Linked DNA regions of Sus scrofa: region 2 is linked to region 1. The links are chromatin contacts, called in public Hi-C maps. All regions are on one chromosome and are shown on one strand. The core of a region is the stretch at or near the end of the contact, and the rest is flanking DNA. Distances in the headings are between cores, read along the strand shown. Region 1 holds the start of ZNF322 (zinc finger protein 322). Region 2 holds the start of LOC110261671 (histone H2B type 1-H-like).

Region 1 (2,700 bases), core at 82-2,581:
TCCTTCTTGTCCTCTCCCAGCCTCCTCTCCCTCATTAAAAATCCACCATTTATATAGAAACATACAGCTTGATATACTACTTACCGTAACAACAGAGACTTAAGACTGTTTCCTTTTGGCTCCAAAAGGTCTCTAGACCATAACTAAGCCCAACACTCAAGTCTTCCCTCTCCTAGAGAAAAAAAAATCAATAACGTAGAAAATAATTTTTGTTATTTTCTAAAAACGAAATTTATCATTTTTCTGGAGCTAGACATCAAAAAATTGGTCCCATTTATACTCCCCGCTCTAATCAATATCCTTCGACCATAACTTACTTTTTTCTACCTTTGCTTACATTGTTTTTCTTGCAAGAAGTACCTGACACTAGCAGCCATCGATCCCTTCGCAAACAGCTCCCAACATCCAGAACCCTTCTGAGTAAGGACTAACTTTAATTTCATAGTAAAGCCCTGAGTCCTGTTCTACTTGTTCTAATTTTTCTTCTCCGTAAAGTGTATTACCGCAACTTCTGAGGTCAATGACCCTTGTTCTACCACTATAAACCTCAACATGCAGTTGATAAGTGCATAAGATACAAAATTATATATAACGCCGTTTCCAAAAATGGTCATTCGAGTAATCAAACCAGATTCCCTGCATACAGATTCGACTGCAACATGACCAATTTGCATTAAAGATGCGGGTGGGCGGTGGGTGGGGAACTCCATTCAACGTCCATAGGGGCTTTTTCCCCCAAAATAAAAGACACAGATCGCTTAGAAAACTGTCTGGCAGTGTTTACTATTATTATCTTCAGGAACGATAGTACTAAGCTTCTCTTCTTTCAACTTTTCATTGACCACCTTTCAGTCCGCCGTCAGGGGGTTCCCAGACCCCACAGGGTCGCGAGCAACGGGGGCTGCTCCTACGAGGCAGAGGCCTGGGGGGGGGGGGTGTCTCCGGTCCCGCTGGACTCCTGCCCCATCCCTGGCTCCGCAGGCCATGCCCCTCCCAGGCCCCGCGGGCCGCGCTTACCCCAGCAGCAGCGGCACCGCCCCTCCGCCTGGAACGGCACTTCCGGTTACTCTCCGGACACTCGGATTTGGGCTTCCCGGCGGCCGCAAACTGCGGGCAGTGAATCTAAGGGCCCACCTTCGGGAAAAGAAGGAAAGCAAACCTGTGAGGCCAACGAGAGCCAGAAGCAGCTCCCTTTGCGCGGCTCGGCGAGAGCAGTTGGGGCCAGGCCATCCAGTGGGCGCTTTCAGGGCCGACAAGGCGAGCTACCCTTGTCCTTTCAGCCTGGCCGGGAAGCTGCAGGCGCAGCCCCGCCCCCGCGAATCACATGATCATCCCTGGTTCAGCAACTAGGGCTCTCCACCCCCGGCCTCTGGGCCAATAGGGGCCGAGCCTCTGGAACAGGGGCGGGGCCCCGGGGCGCCTGCGCTCCCGGGCCCTTACTGTTTCCGGGCGGAGCGGGCCAGGACTTTACTTAGGGGTTCTTTCTGACGCGGCGAATGTCCGCGATTGACGAGAGGTCCTCGCTGCCAACTTGTCTAAGGAGAAGCAAAGCTGTTTAATATTAGTTGCCGACTTCTGTTTCCTCAAGGCTGCTGAATGAGGTTTCGAAGCAGGAGTAGCGTCAAAAGAGATGGATGTCGCCGACCCTGAGGAAAACACCCCGAAGGATCTGGAAGAAATAGAGGATCCCAAAGCACAGTGGAAGCGCACTGTCACCGAAGATGTGGCCAGAGAGATGGATGAAATGCTTTAAAAGGGGGGTGGTGTTGTCTTTGTGTGGGTGGAGAAAACTGCGGAGGAGGATAGGACTGCTCTGATAGTAAGAGGTTTCTCAGCCATTTCTGATTGTGTTTCTGGGCTAGAATCATCTTAAGTAATATCCTGAGTTTGGGTTGTAGCAGAAATGAGGTTTCCTTCAGAATGAAGTAAATATATAAACATATGTATGTATATATAAAAATACCTCCTACTGTTCAATCTTTCAATGAAAAAAGAAGTTTCCTAAAAGCCCTCAGACATCAAAAGGAAAGGATGAGTATGAGAAATGTAGAGGGCTGAAGCCTGGATAATGTGACCAAGGTCTTGGATTGGGAAGAAAAAACTTGAGGTTAGGGAATGGTGAGGGTCTTAACAGTTATATAGTTAATTCATATGGGTTAATGAGTTAAATCACGATTAACTAATCATGTTCCTAATTCTGGAATTCTTTCCCAGAGGATCTGCACCTTAGTTTTATGTTTGTTTTTAATGAAAATTTCCAAGTAGGCCCAAAATATTCTATCCAGAGCCATTTTAATACTTGGAATAATTTTAATACTTTAGAGTATATGTTCCAGACATTGTTCTCTGCATTTTCCATATATTATCTAACTTATAACAAATTCTATGAGATGTTTATTATTTTTATCTTAGGAGAAAACTGGTGCAGGAAGAGATTAACTTACTCAAAATCACACATTTATTAACTAGTGAATCTGAAATTTTGAACAGTCCCACCAGAGCTCATGCTTGCTATCATTGTACAAATATGGCTACATCAAGAGTGGTGACTGTATTGTAGAAATGTACTGAAACAAGAATTAAGTGAACTGAGTTCTGATCCCTGCACTGCATATAAGAAAGTATCAGTAAGTGTTGAACTGTTCAGCTTTTTCCTTAAAGATACACTGACCTGAGCAAAGTGTTCATTAGATTCATTGT
Region 2 (2,700 bases), core at 55-2,554, 440 kb after region 1:
AGGCCAGGAATGGAATACCACAGCAGTAATCAGATCCAGAGCAGTGACAATGCTTGATCCTTAGCCAGCTGAGCCACCACAGAATTCTATGTATTTTCAACATAGCAAGGCCGAGGCAAGGCAGGGAAGGACTAGGGTAATGGTGATTCTAAGCGTCACGGTAAGGTGCTGTGTGACATCCAGAGCATCACCAAGCCCATTAGGTTCCTTGCCCGCAGCGATGGAGTCAAGAGCACCTGGTTCCCTCTAGATATCCACCAGGCGCTGAGATTTTTTTTAAGACACCGTGATCCTGACGGCGTTAACCTACTTAAATACGCCAAGCCGAAGACTGCCTGGCTATGGACTTTGTTCCCTGAAGCACCAGAGCCAAACCCTCTATGCCCTTAGCGGCGATTCCCCTGTATCTTATATTTCCGTCAACTTGTAAAGGCTCTTTTCACGAATACTTATTTGTCTCTTAAGGAGTTAGAAAGCTCTTCAGATCACATCTTGTAGCTGGATCACTTGTTCTTTAGTTCCTGCATTTTCACAGGGCATTGTGACCTGCTGCAAAATGATGAGGGGAAGGACTGCAGTGTACAAGTTTGTAGTACCTGTACACGTAGACAGCAGAAGTCGAAAATTATAGGCTTCCAGGTGCCACTTACAGAAGGTACTAAAAATCATTTGAATCTAGGGGACTCGAGTTCCTTCCCTGAACACCTGTCAGATAAACCGCAAGTTTGGGGCAAGTGTTATTTTCAATTACCACCCAGAGCCCTACGCACTTCACCCCGCCCCTCCAAGAGACAGACAAAGCACCACAGCTCTTTTTTGAAAAAGGTTAGGTGGCTCTGAAAAGAGCCTTTGGGTTTGACACTGCCTACGAACACATTTACTTGGAGCTGGTGTACTTGGTGACAGCCTTGGTGCCCTCGGACACGGCGTGCTTGGCCAACTCCCCGGGCAGCAGCAGGCGCACGGCCGTCTGGATCTCCCGGGACGTGATGGTCGAGCGCTTGTTGTAATGCGCCAGCCGCGAGGCCTCGCCCGCGATACGCTCAAAGATGTCGTTGACGAAGAGTTCATGATGCCCATGGCCTTGGACGAGATGCCGGTGTCGGGGTGGACCTGCTTCAGCACCTTGTACACGTACACCGAGTAGCTCTCCTTGCGGCTGCGCTTGCGCTTCTTGCCGTCCTTTTTCTGCGCCTTAGTCACGGCTTTCTTGGAGCCTTTTTTGGGGGCAGGAGCGGACTTAGCTGGATCAGGCATGATGAAGTCTGGCGTTCGATGTAAAATGAACAGCCGAAGGCCAGAGAGGCGCCTCTTTAAGGGCTAGGGTTTATGCAAATGAGGTGGAAACAAGCTTTCTGGCGATTGGCTGTTACTCTCCACTGACCTCACAGATCTGTTTTACCCAATCAAGGAACGCATCCTATCTAGTCGTGTTTCCATTGGTCAAAACGAAAGTGAAACGTTAGCCAATCGTACAGCTTCCTTTTCGCGCCCTGCAGTGGCTATAAACTGTGGTTTCGGGACCTCAGACTCAGTCATCTTTGACAACTGCTGTTCAGTCTCCCAGTTATGTCTGGACGAGGAAAGCAAGGGGGTAAAGCTCGCGCCAAGGCCAAAACCCGGTCCTCACGGGCTGGCCTTCAGTTTCCGGTGGGCCGAGTGCACCGCCTGCTTCGTAAAGGCAACTATGCTGAACGGGTCGGCGCAGGTGCTCCGGTGTACCTGGCGGCGGTGCTGGAGTATCTGACCGCAGAAATCCTAGAGCTGGCGGGCAACGCAGCTCGTGACAACAAGAAGACACGCATCATCCCGCGTCACCTACAGCTGGCCATCCGCAACGACGAGGAACTCAACAAGCTGCTGGGCAAAGTTACCATCGCTCAGGGCGGTGTCCTGCCCAACATCCAGGCCGTGCTGTTGCCCAAGAAGACCGAGAGCCACCACAAAGCCAAATAAGTACTCGGCATAAAAACAACAAAACAAAAGGCTCTTTTCAGAGCCACTTCTATCATCATAAAAAGGTGACACTTGCATTTCCAATTAGCTTACCTCTTGTATTTAGCAGCCCTTGTCAACAAAATGACATTTGTGTTAGACTAGTTCAAAGGCCAATGAATCTGCAAGATTCTAGACTGACTCATGATTTAATATTGAGATGTCAAGAGTATTCTAAACTTGGTTGAAACAACGACGGTATTGGATGCTGTTAAGCTCATTCTAAGAATAATGATGAAGACAGTTGTTATTTCAAGAAATGCAGGCACAAAGTAGTGCATTTGTTTTCAATAAATTCTTATGACACGTGTCATTCGTTAAAGATACAATGTTAATAAAACACCACTTATCCCAAAGAAAATCTAACAGGGAGAAACCAAAACAAGGTGCAATGTAGCAAGAGATAAGCACAGGAATATAAAGGGAGCATAGAGGGGTAAATTCTGAGGTAACAGCTTGTTTGAGGATTAAAGGAAATTGGGAAGTAGAGGAAACTGCAGAGATTGCAGCAGAGAATAGGCATCACCAAACTCATGGCTTGTAAGTGCAGGCAAATAACAAAGTTCAATATTGGCAAATAAGGCAGAGAGAGCTGTAGGACACTTCATTGCTAATGCTAGTGTGTGGTGTGTGTGTGTGTGTGGCTAATGACTTCCAAATCTTTATGTCCCCATCTCAGATTTATCTCAAATTCAGACATGCATA

What was found. A called contact is a pair of places that touch in the nucleus more often than the background predicts.
Region 2: a Hi-C map of skeletal muscle shows a contact between it and region 1, with 9 times the contacts expected there. The contact joins the promoter of LOC110261671 here to the promoter of ZNF322 in region 1. A contact is called at or near these places in 3 of 5 promoter capture datasets (fetal liver, fetal skeletal muscle and liver) and 2 of 47 Hi-C or Micro-C datasets (liver and skeletal muscle).

The regions. Positions count from the first base shown.
Region 1 is chr7:21,142,073-21,144,772 of Sscrofa11.1, forward strand. It overlaps ZNF322 (zinc finger protein 322), which reads right to left and starts at 1,332. Exons shown (of 2, transcript XM_021099814.1): 1 at 1,160-1,332.
Region 2 is chr7:21,581,218-21,583,917 of Sscrofa11.1, forward strand. LOC110261671 (histone H2B type 1-H-like) reads right to left here and starts at 1,305. Exons shown (of 2, transcript XM_021099844.1): 1 at 1,068-1,305; 2 at 826-1,065. The coding sequence starts at 1,257. The coding sequence ends at 878. LOC100157763 (histone H2A type 1-H) reads left to right here and starts at 1,518. Exons shown (of 1, transcript XM_001928557.5): 1 at 1,518-2,335. The coding sequence starts at 1,570. The coding sequence ends at 1,956.